Regions from separate parts of the Mus musculus genome. Here region 1 is linked to region 2. A link is a contact called in public promoter capture Hi-C data. All regions are on one chromosome and are shown on one strand. Each heading gives the region's core, a stretch centred on a gene start, on an enhancer-like site or on the middle of the called end of the contact. The rest is flanking DNA. Distances are from core to core; before and after follow the strand shown.

What was found. Capture Hi-C pulls out chosen DNA fragments and counts their contacts.
Region 1: a promoter capture Hi-C map of liver shows a contact between it and region 2, with 6 times the contacts expected there. The contact joins the promoter of Abhd15 here to the promoter of Inpp5k in region 2. A contact is called at or near these places in 2 of 39 promoter capture datasets (liver and pre-B cells) and 2 of 9 other capture datasets (adipose tissue and liver).

What each region holds. Positions count from the first base shown.
Region 1 is chr11:77,512,935-77,518,867 of GRCm38.p6, reverse strand. It overlaps Abhd15 (abhydrolase domain containing 15), which reads right to left and starts at 3,751. Exons shown (of 2, transcript NM_026185.4): 1 at 2,816-3,751; 2 at 1-552. The coding sequence starts at 3,669. The coding sequence ends at 27. Trp53i13 (transformation related protein 53 inducible protein 13) reads left to right here and starts at 5,595. Exons shown (of 7, transcript NM_001024920.1): 1 at 5,595-5,708; 2 at 5,903-5,933. The coding sequence starts at 5,637.
Region 2 is chr11:75,628,212-75,633,830 of GRCm38.p6, reverse strand. It overlaps Inpp5k (inositol polyphosphate 5-phosphatase K), which reads right to left and starts at 2,811. Exons shown (of 12, transcript NM_008916.2): 1 at 2,634-2,811; 2 at 655-762; 3 at 260-368. The coding sequence starts at 2,731. It overlaps Pitpna (phosphatidylinositol transfer protein, alpha), which reads right to left. Exons shown (of 12, transcript NM_008850.2): 12 at 5,027-5,619.

The DNA of each region.
Region 1 (5,933 bases), core at 2,502-5,001, 1.9 Mb before region 2:
GTCCAAGGGGCTTCCCCAGGCGAGCCTCACCTGGTGTATGAACGCTTCCAGTTGAAAATCTCCTCCAGATTGGAAGAAGGGGAAACCTCTCGCTTCTGCAGGCCTCCCCAGCGACGCCGGCCCCCTAAAAATGAAGTCCTGCGCCTGCTCAGCCCTTTCATTCTCTCTTCCATTCGGAAGAATTCAGTCAGGGCCCTGAAGGACTCCAAGATGACCTCGTGGCTCCATGCTGGCAAGGGTTCAGGGCGCAGGAAGCCACAGTGGCCTCCATGGTGACTGAGCAGCAGGAAGAAGTACGGGTTGCTGTGGAAGAGTTCCGCAGGCAGAGTGTGCTCTGGGGGTCCACACACCGGGTCATCAGCACTGCAGATGCACAGCACGGGTACCGCAGCCTCATCCACATCCCGGAGTGGGTCGTTGAGATCCCAGTAGGTATCCCAGCTGATGGGGCAACTCTTGGTGTGACAGAACAGGGTCTCCTCAAACTCTCGCAGGGAGCCACTCCTGAAGAGCTTGCCGGTGTCCACTGTGTCCTCCAGGGCGGAGGCATACCTGACCACAGGTGAATGAGAGACCAGGATGGAGAAATCAGAACGTTAGATGACAGGCAAAGTTACTGCGGAGGCGGTGCCCAGGCCAGAGTCTAGCCACAGAGACTTTGAGCTTTGAAATACAGAAAAGAGTCTTTGATCTCAGCTGTCAAGTGGCGGAGGCCCGATGGATCTCTGTGAGTTCCAGGCAATGACTATCAATGAGTCTCCGTCTCTCAGACACAGCCCCCACCACCACCACCACCACCACCCCCCCCCCGCGCGCACACACACACACACACACACACACACACAAAAAAGAGCAAACAACACAGCCCCTTTTAAAGACCTATTTCATGTGTGTAACACATGCTCATGCAAATCAGAAGCTTCCCTGGAACTGGAGCGACAAGATGGTTGTGAGCCACCAGGTGGGTACTGGGAGTTGAACCAGGGTCCTCTGCAAAAGCAAAGGTGTTCTTAACCTCTGAGCCATCTTTCTGGTTGCCCAAAGCCCTTTCATATTGTGGCCATTACTTAAGATCAGAAGATTTCTGATATAATGCAAAGGTTTGACTTCTCCATAGGGATGATCATTTCTTCTCTGTCACCCCTACCATTTATCCCAGGGATAACATTTGACTTTCAGCTATTGACCAGGGATAGCGCTCCCTGTAACCTCAACTTTTGACCCTTTGCAATGAACTCATGACCTGTCTCCTCTGAGGCTCATCCAGAGAGAACTCACTGTTTCAGACAATCCAGACTAGGGGCTGATACCTCTCCCTCTCCCACAATTTATCACTGTTTTAATCCATTCATTGCCTGTGTGTTTTTAGGTTGATGAACATGCCTGATGGTGTGACCTTGGTCCGGGACACCGACACCTAGCAAGTGCTTGGCAGCAGGGAAAACAACTGGGACTACAATCAGTCTAGTAGATGGTCTCCTAAATAGGGGCAAACTCCTGCACTGGGAAAAGGGACCTCTTAGCTCCCTGGGGAGGGCCTGAAAGGGTCACAAGGAGGCCGGAGTAGGCAGTTTGGTCCTTTAGGTAGATTAATCAACCCTGACAGTTGACCTTAGAATTGTGTGTGAGTTTCCAGCCCCAGATTTCCGCAGCAAGGGCAGCTCCTGAAGGCCCTGGTTTCATCTCCATTTACCTTGCCCAGCTTTCTGGCTTGAGGCTATGGGACGTGCTGAAGGTGATCATTTTGAAGTGAAAACCATGGCAGGCAGTTAAGCTAGACTAGAGTACTCTGTCCCTGGAGCAAACCTCTGAGTTGCCATGGCAGCACCTCTCGTTCAGCCTCAGGATTTGACCTTTGCAAAATAGGAGGAGGTAAAATAGCAAAGGAAAAAAAAAAAAAAAGAAAGAAAGAGTTCTGGTTGGCAAGTCAGGGTCCTGTGCTTTCATGTAATGGTCACAGCACCTGCAGAGGTGTTGTTATTAACTCTACTCAGCTGAAGGGGGAGCAAGCCTTAAAGGGGCTGGCTGATTCCCTGCAAATTCAGGATTTGACCCCAGCCAGGCCTGATCCCATATCCTGGGTTTTCCTATTTGTTGCCAGAATGCCTCTGACCTCATTTCTGCCATCTCTTAGGAAAGACTGGAAATGTCATTCAAGTAGTTTCTGTGGGACAGTCTTGCCTGGTGTTAAAACTGTTCTCCCTCTGGAGATCTGGGTTTTGTTTTTGTTTTTGTTTTTTATGTGTGCGGTGTCTGATGCCTGTAATTTTGGCACTTAGGAGGCAAAGGCTGAGGGTCTGGAGTTCAGGGACACACACCCTCAGCTGTGCAGCCAGAGTTGTATGAGACCTTGACTCAGAAAGAACAAACACAGGAATAAGTGTTGTGTACTCACCTAGAAATATGTAAAACATCTGTCAGATTGAAGGATTTAAAAAAACCAAAGACTGTACATCTCTCATTCCTGCCACCTCCTGGCTCAGAGCCTGAAGGTAAATATTCTGGACAGATAATCGGCCGCAATTGCTTCCAGAGCCCTGTTTGTTGACCTATCTAGCTATGGACTAAGTGGTAAATGCCAGGTGCAGGCCTCTGCTGACCACCGGTTGCTAGGACACCTGCGACTGAGATGAACTGATGGGGCCCTAACGGAGGCCCTGGGGCTAATATGGCTTTGAAACCCACTTTCCTGGCTCTATGTCAATTATAGGGTTTGAACAGCTTTGGAAACCTCGTGAGAACTTTGCCCCAACCTACCCACAAAGCTCTGTTCCCATACCAGGCAGAGCTGTAGACTTCTGTTCCCGTTACCCACCTGCTGAGAGAGATTTTCTGGTGCAGCAAGAACCCACGTTCATAGGGCCAAGGCAAGCCAGCCTCGAACCACTCGCGACAGCGTAGCACTGGCGAGATGCAGGCGGCGCCAGTCACATAGCTGGAGGAGCCACACTCCCCCAAGTAGGACAGCAGCAGCGCGGACCCTGAACCCTCGCTCACCGCGAACAGGGGGGCCGCCGGGTGTCGGAAGCGAATGTAAGTCACCGCCTCCTTGAGGTCGGACGGGTCCCCGAAAGGCTGTAGTCTGGGGCTGACTAGCGGGCAACCGTGGTGGCCGCGGCGATGGAAGATGACCGGGTAGTAGCCGCGCTCCAGGGCGAGCAGGCAGAGCCCCAGTACATTGCGAGTGAGGCGTCCCCATGCATTGGGGATTACCAACAGCACTGGAGGGAGGCTCCCAGGGTTGGTGACCCGGCGGCCCCTGGCACAAGGTCCTATGACCCAATCCAGAGCCACCAGCCCATCATCTGCCAGCTGCAGGTACTCACGGGCTAGCTCAGGCCCGGGCCCGACTGGCAGGATGAAGTGGCAGAAGGTTTGCAGGTGGGGTCCCGACAGCCAGGAGCGGGGGCTGGGTTCCAGCGCCGCCGAGCGTCGCAGAGCGCGCAGCAGGCACTGGGCCAGCGCCGACGGCTTGCAAATGAGGCTGCAGCCTCCGGGGAGCGCTTCGCGCCGGTCGCTGAACTGATCCGCGGGGCCTCCGCTCGCCACCTCCTGCTCCTCGTGGTCCCGGACTGAGGTTCGCGCTCCGACAGCGCGCTTCCAGGGTCGCAGGAGGAGCAAGGCGAGCGCCGCCAGTAGCAGCGCTAGAGCGGCCGCCCACGGAGGCATGGCCTGGCAGGACAGTCCCCGGAGGGAGGCACTGGGCTGCGGGGAGCGGAGCTGTCCTCTCGTCGGGCTCCTCGTTCTGTCCGCGCGGCTCCGCCCGGCCGCCCGTGGCTGTCAAGAGTCCTCCCAAGCAGGAGGGCGCGCGCGCTCCGGATTGGTCGTGGTCAGGAGGAGACAGCCAGTTCGGGTCGAGCTCCCCTCGCCCGCCCCCCCACTCCCGCCCCCAGCCCTTTGTACAGCGATTGCGACAAGCTGGAGCAGAGGGTGAAAGAGAGCCGGGCCACAAAGCGGGAGCGAGGACCTGAGGGCCAACCAGAGAGAGCGGAACAAGGAGTGCTAGGAAAGGATTGGGGAGGGGGTGAGGCTGGAGGCCTGGGTGAACGGGAGGTGCCTGCTTCTACCCTTGCCCTCAATGAAGTCTGGCTCCAGGGGAGACCCTGGGTCACTGCACCCTCAGGATCCGCTATTGAGGAGTAGCAAAAAAGCAAGAAGGGAGCAAAGCGCTGATCCCTCGCTGGCTTCACTTTCCCCACTCGCTGCTGCCTTTGCAGCTAGAGACGTGTTATCTCTCTCTCCTTCGCCTGGCCCTGCCGCCCAGCCAGGACCAGCAACTGGGCGATAACTCAGTAGGGCTGGGACTCTGCACCTGGCCAGAGGCAGACTGAAGCATCTGACCCTGACCACGAGTTTGAGGGAGGTGGCTGTCGTTTCTCTGGAGGGCATCCGGGCACTAGCCGGTAGACACTTGTGGCCTTCCCAGCCCACCCCCAAGGACGCTTTCCAAGAGTTAGGCGTCTCCACTACTTATCAAGAAGGACTGTAGGAAAGGAAAGAGGCTCGAGTCTGGCCGAATATGTTGAGGGAGAGGATTAAGGGATGCTTAGCCCCGCGGTGGGGCTTTGGTAGAGAGAAGTGTGGTTCTTTAGGTCAGATCAACATCTGGTCATTTCTGCAGGGGTGGGTGAAATAAGTCCGGGCACATGGGAGAGGCCTGAAATAACTATTTTTTGATGTATTTCAAACCTAAAAAGATTTGTTTAGGGGTGTGTGTATGTGTGTGTGTCTAGGTCAGAGGACAATCTGTGGGAATCAGGTCCCTCCTTCAATCACTTAGGTCCACAGATTAAACTCTGGTCGTCAGGCTGGCGGCCAGCACCGTTTCCCACTGAGCCATCTCGCAGGCCTGTTTCAAACTTTTGATTGGGCGTCAATCCTTAGCTGGATTTCCTTTGCAGCGCTCCCTTGCAAGGGAGGCCGAGCTGAGCACTGTAGCTCCTCGGACCAGTGTTTCCTTGGGCAAAGGAGAGCGGGAATCAAGAAAGCTCTGGCTTCTTAAGGCTTCTGGGCCTAAGACCCTCCCAAAACAGCTCGGGGCTCAGTTCTTATTATTAGCGAGAGCAGGACTGGAGCAACGTGAAGGTGAAGCGCTAGAGCCGGGACCTTCTCTCTGGGACAGCTAGGATTTCATAATTCCGTGTTGAGCGGGTTTGCCAAAAGAGCACACAAGTCTCCACCTGGGTCACCCGGTCCTTAAGGATCTCACTTCCTGCCCTTTGCGGGGTTCCAAGATTCTACTCAGGCGATACAGTTGCGCTCTGATGGTCGCACAAACGCTCCGGGACGCATCTCGGCCGAGGGAGGTGGTTCCATGGGCTTGGAGACCAGGAGATCCTTGGCGACTAACTTTTCCGGCTTTGGGTTCAGGACGCGTGCGCCGGCCTGGAGGCGGGCAGGGGCGGGCCTGGCGGTAGGCGGGGCGGGGCGGGGGCGGGCCTGGCGGTAGGCGAGGCGGGGCGGGGCGGGGGCGGGCCTGGCGGTAGGGGGGGCGGGGCACGAGGCCGGGCGAGGAGGGAGCAAGGCAGTGCGCGAGCCGCGGTCTACGTGGGCGCGCGAGCGGCGCGGGGTCGCGGGCGCGCGCGAGCGAGTGGCGCTGCAGCTAGTTGGTTGGCGGGACTGCTGGCCCAGCTGAAATGGTTCATCCTCCTCCACCTCCGCCCCGGTTGCTTCTGGTAGCCCTGGTGGGGCTCCTGAGCCTTCGCGAGGTAAGGCGACCGGCTCCGGGTAAGGTCTTGGCCGGGGGAATCTCAAAGCGCTTTGCTTCAACTTTGTCCTGGAAAGAGTGGCGCGCGCGAGGGGATTCGGAGGCCCCTCCATCCGTCCGCGCCTCTACTCCTAGAACCGAAAGGGCGGGGCCCTCGCAGAGGCCAACGCCCAGCTCTTCGCCTTGGACCCACAGGTGGTGGCTGAGCCGGCGGAGGAGGCAGGAA
Region 2 (5,619 bases), core at 1,562-4,061:
ATCTAGGTGTGAAGCTAACCCCTGGACTCATCGCTCAGACTGAGACAGCATAAGGCAGGCAGGCGTTCCAGGCAGCCAAGTGTAGTGTGAGCTTTAAACCTTTTGATGAATGGAAAAGAACATGAAAAGCCAAGTGGAAGAAAGAGGAGTACATCAGACAAACACTTAGCTGCATGGGAGAAAGGGAAACGCATCAGACAAGCGACTCAAGTCAGCGCAGGTGAAACACATTCCTCCACTGCCCAGAAATTTAACTTACCTTGACAAAGTTCAGTGGGGAAAGCATATCCATGAAGAGACTGCTCCATGGGTCTTCAAAAGCAGCATCAGAAAGAAGGCTTATGATTCCAAAATTCATTTCCTGCAAACTGACCATTCCAAGGCAGAGGATCACCCCTGGCCTGGAGGATACTGACTCTCCCACAGCCATCATCAGACTCTCAGGCCTGCATTCTGAAGACCAAGAGGCCTCCCTTTCCTAGCTGTGTGGCTGTTGACCTCCAACCCATAACCATTGCTGACCCAGGACAAGAAACACAAGACTGGACCCAGGGAGGATGAAAGCTCCTCCCCTTCAGACTCTAACACAAGCGAGGACAGGTTACATCAGCCCTCTACAGGGATAGGGGGTGCAGGGGCCCTTCAGACACTTACCCAATGATATATATGTCCAGATTCAGGTCTTGGTTGTTCAGTTGAAGTAGGTCACTGAGGTCTACAGTGGGGGCTGCGGAGGCCACATTCCACGTCACAACATGTACGCTGTGGAAAGGATGTTAAGTCACAGGGGATGGAGGCTAAGATTTTTCCAGATAGCAGGCAAAGACCTAGGTATGTGCAAGGCTTCCGCTGCAGTGATCATGGGAAATGTGTCTGCATGTTTGTTTGTTTGGTGCTTTTGAGGCTGTGTCTCACTATGCAGCCCTGGCTGGCCTCAACTCCTTACGGAGATCAGCCTTCTTCTGCCTCCTAAATTCTGAGATTAACGTTGTTAATCTCACTATGCCCAGCTTGCTTCTGCATCGTGTGGTAGGAAAGAGGAAAAGGAGCAGTGGATTACCCAGCTTTCACCTTCCCTTTCATGCCTGGAAAGCAGGAATCTCTTCCCTCCCTCCAACTGGCTCTTCTAGGCAGGTTTACAGTCGCCCATAGCTGGCAGTACCTGGCACAGAGCTGCCAAAGGGAGCTCAAATGCCATTGGCCAGAAGGAAAGAATGATTGCGTTTGAGAGACAGGAACCTATTAGCCCCTCCAGCTACAGAAACCTCACTCATCCTCTGTGGCCCAGTCAGCAACTCTGCATGCTTACTCCTCAACCTATGGGTTCCCAAGAGCACCGAGAGGGAATTGGAGGTTGACTGAGCATGGCCATGTGCTTCAGAGCTACGAGAACAGAAACTCAGAAAGAGAGAGGCTGACAGCGTATTCCCTTCCCCTCTCCTACCTTGCAGATCCTTGGCACACAACAAATCCTGCCAAGGCCTTCACGTAGCCTAGGGACAAGTTTCTGAGTAACAGGTTTCTTATTATCTGTCTCACGAGTCTACTCTCTCTTGGGACAAGTCGCCAGTTGGTACATAACATTCCAACCTCCGCTCTCCACAAGTCTCAGTATCAGGAGAAATAATCAACAGCTCTTAAATACCACCACATCCATCACAAGTTCAGAAAAGCGAAGACTTAGGGAGACCTTCAGTGAGGGTGTTGCTATAGCAACACTCCAAGAAGCCCAGACTGTCTCCAGGACAGAGCAAGCAGGAGCTCAGACTCTACAGATGAAACCTGAGTTCCAAGAATACCGAGGCACTGAAGCACAAGATCCCGCAGAGCCACCCAAAAAGGGGAGGGGGGCATTTCCTTCTCCACCAGAGCCTGTTCTTAAAGTGTGACTTGTAAACAAAACAAAACAAAAAAATTCCTGGTTAGCTTCAAGCAGCTCCCTGCCTCTCCCTATGAATATAAACAAAATAATACAAAAACCTTCCTCTCAAGTCCTCTGAGAGACTGTCATTTTGTCTGTTTACAGTCTCCCCCTGCTGTCCGGCAGGTAACCGGTTTCTTTACTCAGTGGCTCCTTGTATTCCCACTCTAAGTGGATAAAAAATAAAACTCGGGATTTGGCATCCCAATCCTCAACTTTGATGATTAGTAACAAATCCATGCACCGCGAATTACGCTCAATTGGACGATTAGCAGTGTTCCTCGTGATTTAAGAGCGGGCATGAGACCAGGCTTTACCTCGCTAAAGGATCTTATCTAAATCTGATTTCGGATTTCTAGAGATCACAGCCCGATCAAGAAGACCCCATGATGTACTGCTGAAAAACAGGAACAAAACTTCTAATCTACAACTGTAGGGGCAAATGTTGGTCCTTAGCAATCTAACCCTGTCTGCTCCAAGAATCAACTGGACACTTGCTTGGGGAGCATCTGCAGTGACCAACTCGGCAGCCAAAGTTTAGAGCGTGCATCAATCCTAACATAGCCCTTTCAGTACTGGCCTGACAGAATTCGGGTATCTAAACTAGGGCAGCCTTGATCCTACTGTGGTTTTGAAATCCAGCCCCACAAATCAGACTGGGCTGAAGACAGCTAACCGCCAGGAACCGACCGGCCTACACCTGCGTCCTCACCTGAGTGCAAAGCCTTTCGGTGCGCTCGGCCTCCTTAGACTCACAGCCGACATTATTCCCTCGCGGTAACCCGGTGTGTTCCTGTCTCCGTGCTGCATCTAGTGCGAGCCGGAGCAGCCCTTGGTCTCCGGTCTCAGCAGCACTGCTCCCTCCGGATTGTTTTTCTTCCGGATTCGGACTGCGCTTCGGCTTCCGTAGGAGGTGGATCCAGAGTGTCTAGGGTTTTGGGGTGCGGTTGGAGGACAGAGGCGGGGCTTTACAGCAGAGCGAACCGCCCAGAGGCGGAGCTGAGCCAGGCTCAGAGAGGCGGGCTCTACATGTCATCCACTCCCGACGCCATACCGCCGGCCCGGACGCGGGAGTGGGCGGTGGCGGGGCCACCTAGGCTCCGCATTCCCAGCCTGCTTTGCGCAAGGGCGCGGGCGTGAGGAGCGTTGAGGGCGGAAGTTGCTGCGGCTCGAGGACTCGGGCTGCTTCGTGATCGTCCCGCAGCGTACGGTCTTCGCTGTCGCCTGCCCACCCTCAGAAACCGGGAGTGGACAGGATGGGGAGCCTCACTGTAGTCTGTTCGGCCTCTCTCGCCCACACTATAAGTAATTTCTCATGTTCCTTGGCGCCCTCATAGGGGTCAGAGAACACTTCCATTCATTTAAGTGACTTGGTGATCGTCATTTAAAAAAATTTTTTTTTCCATCTGAGACAGTCTTGCTAGTAAGTACTGGGGCTTGTTATACAGACCAAGTTGATTTTCCGACCTCAGCTGAGATTACACCACCACGCCCAACTTGAAACTAGTTTTGCTGAATACAAAGCAAAATAATTTAGGATCCCCGAGAGCTATCAGTGAATGAAAAACAAGCCGTTGCTATTTGGTGTATATTCATGGTGACTGTTTACTTTGCCAGACACTTCGATTTATTATTTCCTTTAGATCTCTGGGTCTTAATTTTTGAGGGGTAGGGGGGATAGTGCATGGGGTTGTTTTTACAGTTATGACTTCCCCCAGGGAAATGGGAGTGTTGTTTTAGCACACTGTAGTACCAGCTACCCAGTGATGCCTCAAGAACCCACAAAAGCTCCACTACCTGAAATACATGTTCTGGAACCCGGTGTAGTGATGTTATTTCCAAAACTCACCGAGATTGGTTACTCCAAGTTTGAGTCCAGTTTGGGCTACCTTAAAGTTTCAGGGCATTCGAACTGTGCTGTGATTCATTCTCAAAATGGAAGGGAAGGGGACAACTTCTACCAAGTCTAACTAACCACCTGAGCTTTACCCCTGGATGGAAGACAAGAATCACAGTTGTAGCCATAAACACAGTAATAAAGCTGAAAGTACTGGAGAGGGCTCACAAGTTAAGAGCACTTACAGACCACTGAAGTTGGGTTTGATTCCCTTCACCCACACGGTGGCCCATAATCATTCTAATTCCAGTTGCCCTTTCCCCTCTCTGGGTACTAAGCATGCCAGTGGTGCACATTAACCTCGTCCACTTGCAGTGAAATTAACAAACCTGGTCTAGTATTCTCATTAGGCCAAGCTAGCCTCAAACACAGAAAGATCCACCTGCCTTCCAAGGGCTGGGATTAAAACCCCGTGGCACCATGCCTTTAAACAAGCTTTTTATTTCTATTGTGCGTGTGTGCACGTGCACGCCAGCATGTGCACCAGAGTGCAGGTCTGGGAGACTTGAAGCATCAGGTTCCTCTGGAGCTGGAGTTCTAGGCAGTTGTAAACTGAGATGTCGGTGCTAGGAATTGAACTCGGCTCCTCTAAAAGAACAGTACATAACCGCCGAGCCATCTCTCCAGCCCCCAGAGTATGATTTTTTTCTTCTTTATTTCTGAAGCCCAGGCATGCTCTTCCTGGTGCTTTGGGTTTTTTCATTCTTTCTACCCAACCTTGTCACCATGTGACTGCTCAAAAGGGAGACTTCTTTCAGGCAGTTGCCAAGATTTACAGTTTGCTTGCCCTGTTGTTTTTCTCCTGAAACTAATAAAATATTTTAAGTCCATGACTTAAAATTAAGAATAAAAAATAAATGTATTGCTTAGTAGAGTAAAAGAGAGACAAAAGCAAAAATGGCTTACAGATGTGCACTGCTGCATAAGAAAACTGAATTGACATGGGACTAATTTTTTTTTTGTCTTTTGTTTTTTTGAGACAGGGTTTCTCTGTATAGCCCTGGCTGTCCTGGAACTCACTTTGTAGACCAAGCTGGCCTCGAACTCAGAAATCTGCCTGCCTCTGCCTCCCGAGTGCTGGGAGTAAAGGCGTGAGCCACCACGCCCGGCTGACATGGGACTATTTTAATTGACCTTTTTTTTAATGCCTGTTAGGTAAATACTACCACTGAGCTATACCATACCCCAGCCCGAATCCATACTGTAAGTGACTTTTTTGGACAAGGAATACTTTATTTACATAAAATGTCAGAAATACCACTGTATCTTCTCATAATCCTCTCCTGTAAATAAACTGGGGAGATATCAGTAGGAGCTTTAAGGACATCTAAGTTGAAAAATGGACATAGGAACATCACCAATAAGCTAGACTCCAAAAAACTCTGTCTAGGATTTTATTAGACTGCTTTTTTCCCCCCAATATACCTGTATTGGAAGATTGAGACAAAAAGGCACAAACTCACATTAAATAAACAGGAAATCTAATCAGTTCTATAAAGTGTAGTCTGTAAAAGAAGTAGCACTAAGAACCAACCCAAGGACGTCAGAGGTCCAGGGGGGACTGAAAGGAAGAATGTGGAAGGATACACACATGCCCACAGCAGTGACCCTGACCTGTCCCTCCCCAGTGTCTCTCCACAAGAAGGCTGGAGCCCAGCAGGCCTTGTGCAGAGACACTGCTGCTCCCGCTGGGAGTAAAGCAGACCCTGGAAATGTAATGGAAGCAGCCAGTCTGAAGAAGCATGTCGCACTCTCAGGGATTCTCACCAGAGGTGAGCCTTTCATCACCAGCCCTCTTGAG